Linked DNA regions of Mus musculus: all the other regions are linked to region 3. Evidence: chromatin contacts called from public HiChIP or PLAC-seq data. All regions are on one chromosome and are shown on one strand. Each heading gives the region's core, a stretch centred on a gene start, on an enhancer-like site or on the middle of the called end of the contact. The rest is flanking DNA. Distances are from core to core; before and after follow the strand shown.

The links. HiChIP or PLAC-seq counts read pairs in DNA pulled down with a chosen protein or histone mark.
Region 1: a FOXA1 HiChIP or PLAC-seq map of pancreatic cancer cells shows a contact between it and region 3. The contact joins the promoter of Itgb4 here to the enhancer-like site in region 3. A contact is called at or near these places in 2 of 484 Hi-C or Micro-C datasets (bone marrow-derived macrophages and reprogramming fibroblasts), 6 of 115 datasets of contacts at active chromatin or transcription factors (double positive thymocytes, embryonic stem cells, extraembryonic endoderm stem cells and 2 more) and 2 of 9 other capture datasets (adipose tissue and liver).
Region 2: a contact with region 3 is called in an H3K27ac HiChIP or PLAC-seq map of hepatocytes, with 2.3 times the contacts expected there. The contact joins two enhancer-like sites. A contact is called at or near these places in 2 of 39 promoter capture datasets (cranial neural crest and liver), 4 of 484 Hi-C or Micro-C datasets (embryonic stem cells, natural killer cells and rod photoreceptor), 24 of 115 datasets of contacts at active chromatin or transcription factors (the SCID.adh cell line, bone marrow-derived macrophages, effector CD8 T cells and 15 more) and 3 of 9 other capture datasets (adipose tissue, liver and pancreatic islet).
Region 4: a contact with region 3 is called in an H3K27ac HiChIP or PLAC-seq map of embryonic stem cells, with 4 times the contacts expected there. The contact joins two enhancer-like sites. A contact is called at or near these places in 1 of 39 promoter capture datasets (embryonic stem cells), 1 of 484 Hi-C or Micro-C datasets (bone marrow-derived macrophages), 6 of 115 datasets of contacts at active chromatin or transcription factors (embryonic forebrain, embryonic stem cells, epiblast stem cells and 1 more) and 4 of 9 other capture datasets (adipose tissue, embryonic stem cells, liver and 1 more).

Annotation. Positions count from the first base shown.
Region 1 is chr11:115,972,915-115,976,016 of GRCm38.p6, forward strand. It overlaps Itgb4 (integrin beta 4), which reads left to right and starts at 1,811. Exons shown (of 40, transcript NM_001005608.2): 1 at 1,811-2,240.
Region 2 is chr11:115,690,768-115,693,467 of GRCm38.p6, forward strand. All of the region lies in intron 2 of Grb2 (growth factor receptor bound protein 2), which reads right to left. Among named protein-coding and RNA genes, the nearest start is that of Grb2, 16 kb to the right of the region's middle. Within about 2 kb of position 1,399, at least 102 of the 459 cell types and tissues checked have an H3K27ac peak or open chromatin away from gene starts, as enhancers often do. A contact at or near this core is called in hepatocytes and liver, where this site is marked.
Region 3 is chr11:115,837,667-115,840,660 of GRCm38.p6, forward strand. The region is part of intron 2 of Llgl2 (LLGL2 scribble cell polarity complex component); the gene reads left to right. Among named protein-coding and RNA genes, the nearest start is that of Llgl2, 15 kb to the left of the region's middle. Within about 2 kb of position 1,420, at least 68 of the 459 cell types and tissues checked have an H3K27ac peak or open chromatin away from gene starts, as enhancers often do. A contact at or near this core is called in embryonic stem cells, extraembryonic endoderm stem cells, hepatocytes and 3 more, where this site is marked.
Region 4 is chr11:115,587,005-115,589,881 of GRCm38.p6, forward strand. It overlaps Gga3 (golgi associated, gamma adaptin ear containing, ARF binding protein 3), which reads right to left. Exons shown (of 17, transcript NM_173048.3): 9 at 2,051-2,132; 10 at 1,852-1,968; 11 at 1,308-1,541; 12 at 932-999; 13 at 402-712; 14 at 1-197. Among named protein-coding and RNA genes, the nearest start is that of Gga3, 15 kb to the right of the region's middle. Within about 2 kb of position 1,492, at least 5 of the 459 cell types and tissues checked have an H3K27ac peak or open chromatin away from gene starts, as enhancers often do. A contact at or near this core is called in embryonic stem cells, where this site is marked.

The DNA.
Region 1 (3,102 bases), core at 561-3,060, 140 kb after region 3:
TTTTGTTTTTTTTTTTTGGTTTTTTGGGGGTTTTGTTTTGGTTTGGTTTTTTTGGTTTTTGAGACAGGGTCTCTCTGTGTAGCCCTGGCTGTCCTAGAACGCAATCTGTAGACCAGGCTTGGCCTCAAACTCAGAAATCTGCCTGCCTCTGCCTCCCGAGTGCTGGGATTAAAGGCGTGCGCCACCACACCCAGCTGCAAAGAACTATTTTTAAATCAATGTGTAGAGCTCTTCTTTTCCAGACTGGACTGGGTGCCTACTGGAGTGGCTGATGTCCACAAGGAACTGAGCTGGCCTGGAACATACATCTGAGTGCCGAAAACATACTGGGCTCCTTCCCCAGTGCCCCCACATTCAGGAGGAAGTCTCCCTGGGGACCTGGCCTGTGCAGAACAGCCCTCAGATGGCTGGACAGGGCTGACAGGGCTATTAAAAATCATTTTTATTTGTATTATGTTTGAAGCAAAATCTATATAGCCCTGGCTGGCCTGAAGCTCTCCATGTAGACCAGGCTGACCTTGAACTCACAGAGATCCACCTGCCTCTGCCTCCTGAGTGCTTGGATGAAAGGCCTGCTACACAACAGCAGTGCCCCAACAGACTCGTTTTACTCATTTGTTTATGTGAGAGGGTGGGATGGATGTACACACCACAGAGACCTTGTGACAATGAGTCCCACCAGGAATCAAACTCAAGTCATGAAGTTTGTCAGCAGGCACCTTGACCCATTAAGACATCTTACCCAATCACACTTTTTTTTTTTTTTTTTTTTAACTCCTCTATGTACCAGGCACCAGGGCTGGGGCTGGGCTGGTGAAAAAAAAACCAAAAAACAAAAAAAAAACCAAAAAAACAAAAACCTCCCTTCTCTCTAGCCCAGACCTGGGCATAGGCCTCTCCACCTCTCCTAACTTGGATTACCCCAGGTTGGGGCAGAAAACATGGGTTCTCCGAGTCCACAGTCCAGTGGGATGATCATTTCAAACCAGTATAGCAAATGCCATAAAGAAGCCATACTCTGGTCTGGAGGTCTAGTTTAGTGGTAGAGTACATGGCTGATACGCATGAAGACCTATGTTCCATACCAAGCACCGAATCAAAAGGAAGATAATAAAAGGACAGGTGTGGTGATGGATGCCTGTAATCCCAGCACTTGCAAGGCAGGGGCAGAAGAATTACCCCAAGTTCAAGACTAGCCTGGACTACACAGTGGGAAAAGGCCATATTCTCCGACCAGACTTAGAAACCAACAGAGGATGTGGCAAAGCCGAAGAAAACTAAAGATCTTGTAACATTAGTTCAGGGTCTTCAAATATAAGGATAAATCTGGCTGAGTTTCAGACTGCATACTCTGGCTCTGACACTTGGCGAGCTTGAAGCCCCCACGGGTTGAGGAGGTCCAGTGCCAGCGGTGAGCATTAGCTAACCTGGTGAGACTAGAGTTGGGTTCTTGCAGCGCCTCAACGGACTCATTATTAAACAGAAACGGGGCCTGAAGGCACTCGAGAGCCTGCCGCAAGAGTAAGATTTGTGAATCAGCTTGTCACCAACACTGTAACAATCCATGAGTGCTACTCCACACTAGGTCACGTGGCCTCTTGATGGCTACAATTACATTTTAAGGAGATTTGAGTATCCGAAGAAACCTAGAGGCCCCAGTCCTTGCCTATCGGTTCCTCTAGTAGAGGCAGAGAGAACCCAGTGGCCAGCAGTCCAAGAGTGCTAAGTCTCCCTACCAGTTTGGGGCACGACCTATCCTCGCGCTGACACGGAGAGGGTGGTGCACGACCCGATGACCGTCGAGGCAGCGGGACTGACCCAGCTGGGCTCACTGTATTAAGAAGCGGACCCGCGACCCGGAGCGGCCCGGGGACCCGATCTGGGAGCCTGGACGGGTGGGGAAGACGGAGCCCCGGTCTGTGCTGCAGGGAAGAGTGGCTCCTCCTCCAGCCCCCTCCGCGGCGGCTCGGGGCTCGGGGCCGGCGCCGGTTGAGCCGCAGCCCTTTCCGGGGGGCGGGCCTGGCGGCTGCGGCGACACCCCAGCTCCTGCCCCGACAGGTGCGCGCAGCGCGCAGGAATGCAGTCCGCCTGACTCACCAGCGCCTCCTTCCTACCTGCGCCGCCCGTCCATAAAGCGCTGCTGGCTCCCGCCCGCCGCCGCCCGCCCTGCTGTCCCGCCGGGCTCGCCCGCGCGCTCAGCTCGACCCAACGCAGCCCAAGTCCGAGGTAGTCTCACTAAGGTAGGTGCAGGTCCCGCTGCAGATCCGAGGGCACACCGCCCGCCCCGGTGCCCCGGGACAACAGGGCTGGAGAGGAAAGTGAATACCCACTCCCGCCCGGGGCTTTTGTTTCCCTTCCCTTCCCTGAAGATTGGCAGGCCCTGGCTCCCTCTGCCCATGCTGCCAGGACAGGTGCCAACCCTGCCAGGATGTGGGAAGGGGACAGCTGGGAGCGGGGTAGTTGGGATCTAGGGAAAGAATGGTGAACATCAGATACCCCTGCTAGAAAAGGACACTGGGTAGGTGGGTAATAGGAGTGGGTAGAGGCTGGGGGCTCACCAGCCCTCTGAGTGCTACCTCCCCTGAATCTGAAGACAGTAGAGGAACAACTTAACTACCTTGCAGCAAGCCCCCTTCTTGTCCGGCTTGACAGGACCTGCTGTGTGGTGACCCGGGTGCATGTCAGGCGTGGGGAGTCCCTGATTTTCCTCTTGGCTGGCCCGCAGCCTGCTCTCTTCCCAAAGCCCGCTCCAGGCACCTTTGTTTGGGGGACCTTTCAGAATCTCATCCAGCAGTCCCGCGAGCACTTGGCCCCGCCATACACTCTTTCCCACGATCCTTGGAGGAGCCTTCTGGCTGTCACTGTGGCCCGGGACTCCAGGTGGCTCCCAAGGGTAGGGGCAGACCTCTTCCTTCTTCCTGACAGACTTGCCACACCCTGAGCATAGGTTCAACCCAGATGGCACGTTTGTTTCTACCCTCACTAAAAGTGAAAATCGAGTCTCCTGGGGGCTGAGAGAATGGACAGCAGAAAATGAGCGTTTGACTCCTTAACTCTGACTTCCAATAGCTGACAGGGTAGGCAAGGGGCTGTTACAGCTTC
Region 2 (2,700 bases), core at 149-2,648, 150 kb before region 3:
GGAGGCAGAGACAGGTCTCCAGCCTGGTCTACATGCTTGAGGTCAAGTCAACCAGGTATATATCTCAGACCTTGTCTCAAAAACAAACTACAGTGTATCTAGAAAATCACACCAAATTCCTCTAGTATCATAATTACCTACTAACTTAATAACAGAGCTATGAGGATAAATAATCACCTTAAAAAACAGCACAAAATAAAATGTGCCTCAGGAAACAAGCATTTTAGATCTCAAAAACTGTTTAAACATTTGACAAATCTGGTTATCATAGTCCCATAACACACTGGCTAACTCTGAAATAATCCCTTACTGTTATCCAGAGACAGAGGTGCTGTTAGATCTGCTCTAGCTGAGAATTTAGGGACGGCTCTCGGCAACTGCCTAAATCAAGTAACCATCAGCCCGGCAGCAGACCACAGGACAACACAGTATCAACTGTCCCCTCCCCCGGGAGAGTCAGAACTAAATTATTAATAGAAACAATCAAGAAACTCAGCACAGGGAACTAGGAGAGTCAATTATAGAACATTATCTTCATGTATTATGTAACCACTAAAATAATTAGTAAAATATGGAAAATACCAACTTTTAAAAGTTAAGTTTTAGCCAGGCGCATGCCCTTGGCACTGGTGCTCAAGAGGCAAAGGTGGGCAGATCTCTGTGAGTTCAAGGCCAGTCTGGTCTACAGAGGAAATTCCAGCACAGCCAAGGCTACACAGAGAAACCCTGCCCAAAAAACCAAAAATGAATGAATGAATGAATGAATGTATGAATGAATGAATGAATGAATGTGTGGTGTGTTTCCCGCAGGTGTTGCAGAGGGACGCTGGGGTTCTGGGTATAGGCACACTGACTGTGCATGTTAGGCATGCCCTTTGCCACTGAGCTCCATTTTCAGCTACCTGGTGTTTTTTACCCACATACACGCACACACATGCATACACATGCTTGCCAAGCAAGCTGCACAGGTAAAGGTCAGGGACAACTTTCAGGAGTCAATCCTCTCCTTCTACCACGTTGATTCCAGGAAGAGACCTCAGCTCATCAGGTTTGGCAGCAAGCATCTTTACCCATGGAGCCATCTCAACAGCCTATACTGCGCAGTGATAACACTTAGAAGACTTCTAAAATAGTAATACTAAAAGGGTTTATACAGAATTTGGAGTTTCCTACCCCCCCCCAAAATAATGTAGGATAAAATAAGTTTAAATGGGCTGGGTGTGGTGGCACAAGCCTCTAATCCCAGCACTTGGGAGGCAAAGAGAACTCAAAGATCACAGATCTCTGTGAGTTCAAGGCCAGCACCGTCTACACAGAGTTCCAGAACATCCAGGGCTACATAGTGAGTCCCTCACGCAAACAAACCAAAACTAAAATCAAATAAATCAGCTGAGCTCTGGGCCAGGGTTTTGCAATCCTGAATCTGAGGCAAGAGCAGACCAGCACTTACCAGCTTAGTGGGCAGAGGCATAGGAATCAGGAGTTCTCCAACACTGCCTATGGTCCTGAGTCATATTAGTAAAATCAACTACAGCTAGCCAATTACAGTCTATGGATGTCAGTCATTGCTTTGAGCACACTAATGAGTTAGATCTTTTAAACTTAATGGTGGCCCTAGGAAGGCAGGTATTGTTATTCACATTTTACAGAAGAGATAACCAAAATGCAAAATTGCTAAGCAAACTGACTAAGATCCCAAGTTCACTTGGCTAGTTATTAGGAGAACTAAGATTCAGAAGCTAGCCTGGAGTCCAACTCTTTATAATACAGAGAAACTGTTGTTTTTCATTCCACATGAAGGAGGCAGTGAAATCAGAGAGTATTTGCCAAGTAGTGCAAGACTTTCCTCAGTCATCTGGGTTTTTTGTTTTTTAAGGTCTCAAAGTTTTGATAGTAAGCACAGACTACGGTGTACTTTAGTCTAAAAAAGATTTAAAACCAGGGCTGGAGAGATGCTTTGCTCTTATTAACGTGGCCTGCTCTCCCTAATGACCAGAGCTTGATTCCCTGTACAGATGTTGGGTGGTTCACAGCTCTAGAGAAAGCAGCACCCTCTCTTGACCTTAGTTCCTGAGCTACCTCTAGTTTCCTTCACAGGACAGAAAACACTTAACCGTTCTTAAGGTCAAGACCTCCAGCAAGGGCTTCAACCTACTGTCACGGAGGCAGGCTGGGGAGCCTCCAGGGGAGACTGCGTGTCCTCAGTCATTTCTTTCCCCAGAAGAGGAAGTGGCTCTCTCCCAGCTCCTCAAGACATGCAGGAACTGAAAGTTCATTCTCCGCACTGGGGTGGAAGCTGACACTCAGCTGACAAGTGAACGTCAGGGTCAGGAAGCTACTTGCCTTGAGAGAACTCAAATGGCAAACTGGTATCTCAGAAACTAAGCTGAGCACAGTGGCTCCTATCTGTAATCCTAACAGGCTGAGGCAGGAGGGCTTGCCGGAGTTTGAGGCCAGACTGACTACATAGTGATTTCTGTTAACTGACCACTACAAAATGAAGCAGTGTCTGAAAAAAAAGAAGAAAGAGAAAGAGCACAGTTCGCATCTAGGTACTTCACATCTGCAATCCTGGACTCAGAAGGCTACCATAAGAGGAAAACCTCGGGCTGGAGAGATGGCTCAGCCGTTAAGAGCACTGATTCTTCTTCTGAAGTCCTGAGTTCAAATCCCAGCAACCACATGGTGGCTCACAACCAT
Region 3 (2,994 bases), core at 170-2,669:
TGTGAGGCCTTGGCACAGCTCTAGAATGGAGATGATCTTAGATTTCGATTTAGGTTGAGGGAGACGTAAACAGAGCCAGCGTGACGTGAAGGGCTGTACACGTGTGTCCACCGAGTGCTTGGCTAAACGCCACAGAATCAAAGGTGCATGGGCTGTTGTCAGACTCCACACAGGAATTCCTCATGTGCAGGTTAGGGTCCGCGCCTGCACAGTGGCTACTCACGGTGTGGTCACATCTGGGAGTGCCACCCTGAAGGTCAGGCTGTCAGGCAGCGTGTCGTGGGCAATGCGTGCAACAACAGAACAGTGGCATCGCCCGCCACACGACAGATGCCCAAACAGCTTACAGATCCCAGCTTCTAAACCAGTTCTAGGCCTTTCCACAGAGCCAGCAAGATGCCTCACACAAAACGGGGACGCTGCCCTAGCTAGGGCCATGAGGGTTACCTGTCCTTGGCCAGGAGTTGTGACCATGACCAGAAAAAGGGGCTGGCTGCCAGGGGACCAAGTCTAGCTCAGGGGCTGGGTGCCAGGCATCAGGGCTGGGTGTTAACAGTGGTTGGGGCAGGGAACTGGAGCCATATAGCCGGGCCTTGGTTCTGATTCAGCTCTCACCACGTGACCATGTAGACATTGATTAGCCTGTCTATTCCTCAGTTTCCTCTTCCGTGAAGTGGGGTTGCTAAGCACCCTAATGGAGGCTGGTGCAGTGGACAGGTTTCATGGCTCTATTTATTTTAGTTTGTTTCCTATATGTATGCATGTTATGCCTTCATGTATGTATGGGCACCACATGCGTGGCTGGTGCTTCCAGAGATCAGAAGCTCCTGGAACTGGAGTTAGGGATGGCTGTGTCCCATCATGTGGGTGCTGGAACTGGTTCTGTGTCCTCTGCAAGAGCAGCAAGTGCTTTTCACTGCTGAGCCATCTCTCCAGCCCCATGTTCAATCGCTTCTTATGGGCAGCATCAAGTAGCATGGTTTGCTCGGAGCTCAGTGTCTTTACCTGCTGTCTACCACTTGTACCCTCTTAGCACACTCACCTCCAACCCAGTCAGGCAGCTTAGGTTCCCACTGAAGACTAGCTAAGGGAACAGGGACTACCTCAGGGGCTGGACGGACGTCCTGGTCTTAGTGAAACCCTGCTCCTTGAACATTGTTTGGGGCCTGCTTGCCCCTCTGGTGAAACCCAGGCACCCACTAGTAGCCACACCCCAGTGTGAGCAGACCTAGGCCTAGGTGCCTGCGCTGGACTGCTGCAGAATAACACACCCCCCTCAGAACCCTCCCCACCACCACACCTCCCAAATCAAATAAATGGTGTGTTTCTAACCAACTAGGCCCGCCCAGCCCAGACCACATCGTTTTGTTGTGGCTTTTGCCTACATGGGCACCAGTGTCAGATGACAACCACACAGAGAGGCCAAGTTGCTTGGGCCAGGAATCTGAGCTTACCACACCCAGTATCTGGCAGAGCCACTGCAGGCAGGTGGATCTGCCCCTCCTCCCTCCTCCCTCCTCCCTCCTGAGGCCCTCAGCAGCTTCTGGGAGCTCTCCTCTCAGCCCCTGACAGACACTACAGGGTCCCCAAAGCCGTGGGCTTGGAGGACAGTCCTCCCCAGCTGAGTGTAAGGGTGAAGGGCAACACCCGCTACCCACCCACCCCCACCTCTCACAATCTGACAGGGACTTGGGCTAATATTACAGTCTGGCGGCTTCTGTTCATCTTTGCTCTCCTTTCCCTGTCAAAAGAGCCCATTGTTCTCTTCTCCCTTAGCAGAGGTCACCTGAGCCCAGGTAGCAGGACAGGACAGGACAGGACAGAGGCTGAGGAGACAACGGGAGGGAGAACTGCAGAGCGTTGGTCCACCTTCTTGTTTTAGAGTTCTCTGGGGTCTGGGAATCCTATGCTTGGGGTATCCCCAGGCTCTACCTGCTGCCCACGTGCTCTGGATTACAGGGGGGAGGGGACAGGACACTCTCTTGGCGGCTCCACAACACTCTGTGGGCGGCTCCTTTGAGAAAGGCCACCTCACCCTTTAGGGACCTAACTAAGGCGGGGGATTACTAGCATGTAGAACTTACACTCAGGGGACTCCGAACCTTGAAAGTTTACAAGAGTCTTAGCTGCTGTGGAAGGGACACCAGTGTGGGCAGGGCACTTAGGTGCCGGGTAGTTGGGACCTTCCCTTCCCTGCTTTCCCCAGGACACACCCAGGCTTCCTAGTTCCTCCTTGTTTCCTCCCTGGGTTCTGAGCCACATCCTTCCTTCTTATCCCAGCAGGGGCCACTGAGCCTTCCGTGTGCCCCACCCACAGGGCTCACAGGGCTCAGGCCTGGCTTGGCCTCCTCTAAGGAGTCAGCTCATGTGGGCCCTGTCCAGGGAAAGTCATGGGAGCCTATGTCCCTTGTTTTGCTTTTGAGAGAGCCTTGGTCCCTCAGTGTTGTCAGCTGGATAAGATGCCCTGGGGGCGGGGGCACACTGCAGAATACTAAGGACCCTAGCAGCCAGCCGCAGCCTAGGGACAGTTCTCACACTGGGGTGAGCAATCAGAACACACACTCTGTATTCACAAGATGCCTCGTGTTCAGTCCAAGGACACACTGCTCAGGGCATCCTGAATGTCATTCTGGTGAGCCTGACTGGGTGCCTGTTCTCAACTGGCCTTTGGAAGGACAGGGAGGAGTGGTCACAGTCCTTGGGACTCTGAAGGAAGTAAGAGATGGGGGATGCCCAACCTTTGCAGCAGGAAGGATTCAAGCAGGATTGTTGAACTGCTTAAGAGCTGACGGGGCAGGTCGTGGCCTCAGAGGCCAGAAATCTGAAAATGTGTTTCTCTTTGACTTGACTTCCCTGAGGATGCGAAGTCAGAATATTCTAGGGTAGTATGTTGGTCCAGTAAGATTACAATAGGAGACTGGGCTGTGTACACCTTTAATCCCAGCACCCGGGAGACAGAGGCAGGGGGATCTCTGTGAGTTTGAGGCCAGCTTG
Region 4 (2,877 bases), core at 242-2,741, 250 kb before region 3:
TCGATTCCAGGGGCACATGGACACTGGCCAAGGAGAGCTCTGGGCCTTTCTGAGGGCTGCCTTGGGACTGGAAGAGAGGGCTTCCGGGCCCAGTGGAGAAGGGCAGGAGAGGTCTGGCTGGGGCAGAGGCAGGCAGCAGCGGGGAGGCAGTGGGCCCAGGAGAGAAGCAAGAAACAGGTTTCACCAAGCCTGAGGTTCTGGGGCCAAGGAAGGCAAGTCAGAAAGATGGTTAGAATGCTAGGCAACCCCTCAACCAAAGCCAGTGTCTAGCTACCTCAGGCCACTAGCTTCCAGCCTGACTCACAGTACCAAAAAGGATCCACATCCCCCATCCTATGAAGCCTCCCTTTGGTCCTATATATACGACACCCCACGCTCAGCCACCCTCTTCTATCCCTTACACTTTGGCCTCTTCCAGAAGCTGATCAAGGGCATCTAGGCGGTGCGAGGTGCTGGAGCTGGGGTATTCTGGACCTTTGGGCTCAGCCTTTGGAGCCAAGGCTGGGGCAGGTCCAGAAGAGAACATGAAGGAGCCAGTGCTGTGGGTTGGTGCACTGGCTGGGACCACAGGAGCTGGGAAGGCAGCAGGCAGTGGAGCTTGGGACATACTTGAGGTAGAAACTGGGGGAGGGAGCTGGGGTCCATCTGAGGGGCAGGAGGCCGCAGGCACTGGCCTGGGACTGAAGAAGTCCAGATCTGATGGTGGTTCATTCTGTACAACAGAAATATCAAGTGAGCAGAGACCCAGAAGGGACGAGGCCATCACCCACCGGGCCTTCTGAGGTACCCATTGTGACCCACAGAACCCTCTAGAGAATACATAAGCTCTGGTTCTAGCAAAGTGTAGCCAGCCAGAGCCTAAGAAGGAAGGGTGGGTGCCTTGTGGTCCTTGGGCATCACTTGAGTGATGCTGCTGTTATGGTGCCTCTACCTGGAACAGGTGCCACTGACTACTTCCAGGTGACTCTTTGGGAGCAGTGGGGGCGGGGTCAGTAAGGCCTAAGAACACAAAAGAAAAGTCAATGAGCTGAGCTCCTGCGCCCTCCAATCCCCCAATAACGGTCAGGTGACAAGGCAAGAGCCAGTCCTTGTAAGCCAAGAGTTCCCCTGCAGCTAGACTGGAAGAAAATGCATTTGCCCTTCATGCATGACTGAAGGGCCTCCTAGGACGAGAGGAGATGAGCTGTGCCAGAGCCTGCCATGTTTACCTTGCACTCCCTTGGAAAGTGGTCCTGTCGGCCGCCAGAGAGTTATCTAAGCACACCAACCCTTAGGCCTTCCTTCCCCAGTGCCACGCTTGGGCGTACCTAAGCAGAGGAGCTCCTCATCCAGCAAGGAGAGGGCATTGTTCGTGCTGTCAGACCCTGGGGGAGCCTCAGCCTGGCTGGATGAACGGCTTCGTGGAGGCCCGGAGGTTTGGGGGGGTGGAGGGAGGATGGGGATGCCTGAGGTGGGTGGGGCCAATGCCGGAGACGAGTTGCTGGGGGCGTCCAACTCAGCAAGGTCAATGAGGGCGCCTTGGTTACCACAGTGACTGTTTCCTAGATGGGTCGACAGAAGAGGAACAAGAGCATTCAGGGAGAATCTGTGTCCATGCCGCAAGAGGCAGGACCCGGGCATAGCTGTTCTATCTTGTGGCTCAACCTAGTGGCATTTCTCCAGGAACACTGAAAACCAGGCTTGAGAAAGCAAGGAAGGAAGTCTCCATGCACACCTCCTGGCCTCTGGGAATGGCTACTTGAAATGGCTCGGTATCCCCTCAGGAATTCCCTAAGCATTGCCATTTGGGGCTCAGTGGTCAGGGCACATGGCTGCTCTGGAGGGTTGCAGAATAGAAATCAGAATATTTACCTTCAGAGTCAGGCATGGTTGAGGTGGTCACCTCACCATTGACGATCTGCCCTTCAATAATAGTTTTGTAAGAGTTGATGACCCTGGACAGGTTGTCACTGGCCTGCAGGATGTCCCCTACAGTAGAAGAGATCCCTCACTGTGTGGGCTGTGACAACTCTCACACAGCTAAAGTTTTGACTCATCCTTTCACACTCACCCAAACTGTTGTCATTGTCCTCTGTCTCGCTGGCTAGTTTAAACAGCGTCCGCCTCTTATTCTCACAACGATCAAAGAGCTCCTGAGAGACCCAGATATAAAAACCACAACGAAAGAGGTTCTCAGAAGTCATCTGTACTGGTTAGTTTTGTGTCAACTTGACACAGCTGGAGTTACCACAGAGAAAGGAGCTTCAGTTGAGGAAATGCCTCCATGAGATCCAACTGTAAGGCATTTTCTCAATTAGTGATCAAGGGGGAAAGGCCCTTGTGGGTGGGACCATCTCAGGGCTGGTAGTCTTGGTTCTATAAGAAAGCAGGCTGAGCAAGCCAGGTGAAGCAAGCCAGTAAAGAACATCCCTCCATGGCCTCTGCATCAGCTCCTGCTTCCTGACCTGTTTGAGTTCCAGTCCTGACTTCCTTTGGTGATAAACAGCAGCATGGAAGTGTAAGCTGAATAAACCCTTTCCTCCCCAACTTGCATCTTGGTCATGATGTTTGTGCAGGAATAGAAACCCTGACTAAGACATCATCTGATTTAACATTTATGCCCAGAAAACGGTAGGACTCCCCAATAGACCACAGAGAAACTGACAGGGGTGGGAGAGGAGCATGCATCTTTGTGTCTTCAATATCTACCAAAAGACACTGCCCAAGTCATCTGTACCAACTGTTAGGTAAAATGTGCCTCAGATGATTCTGTGGGCCATGTTCTTGTGATGGTGAGCCTATATGTGTCTGAGCACTGCATGTATGTTACGGTTGTATAGCTTGGTGTTCTTGTAGGGTGCTAACAGTGGGAGCACAGGCTGTCCCTGAGTCATCTGG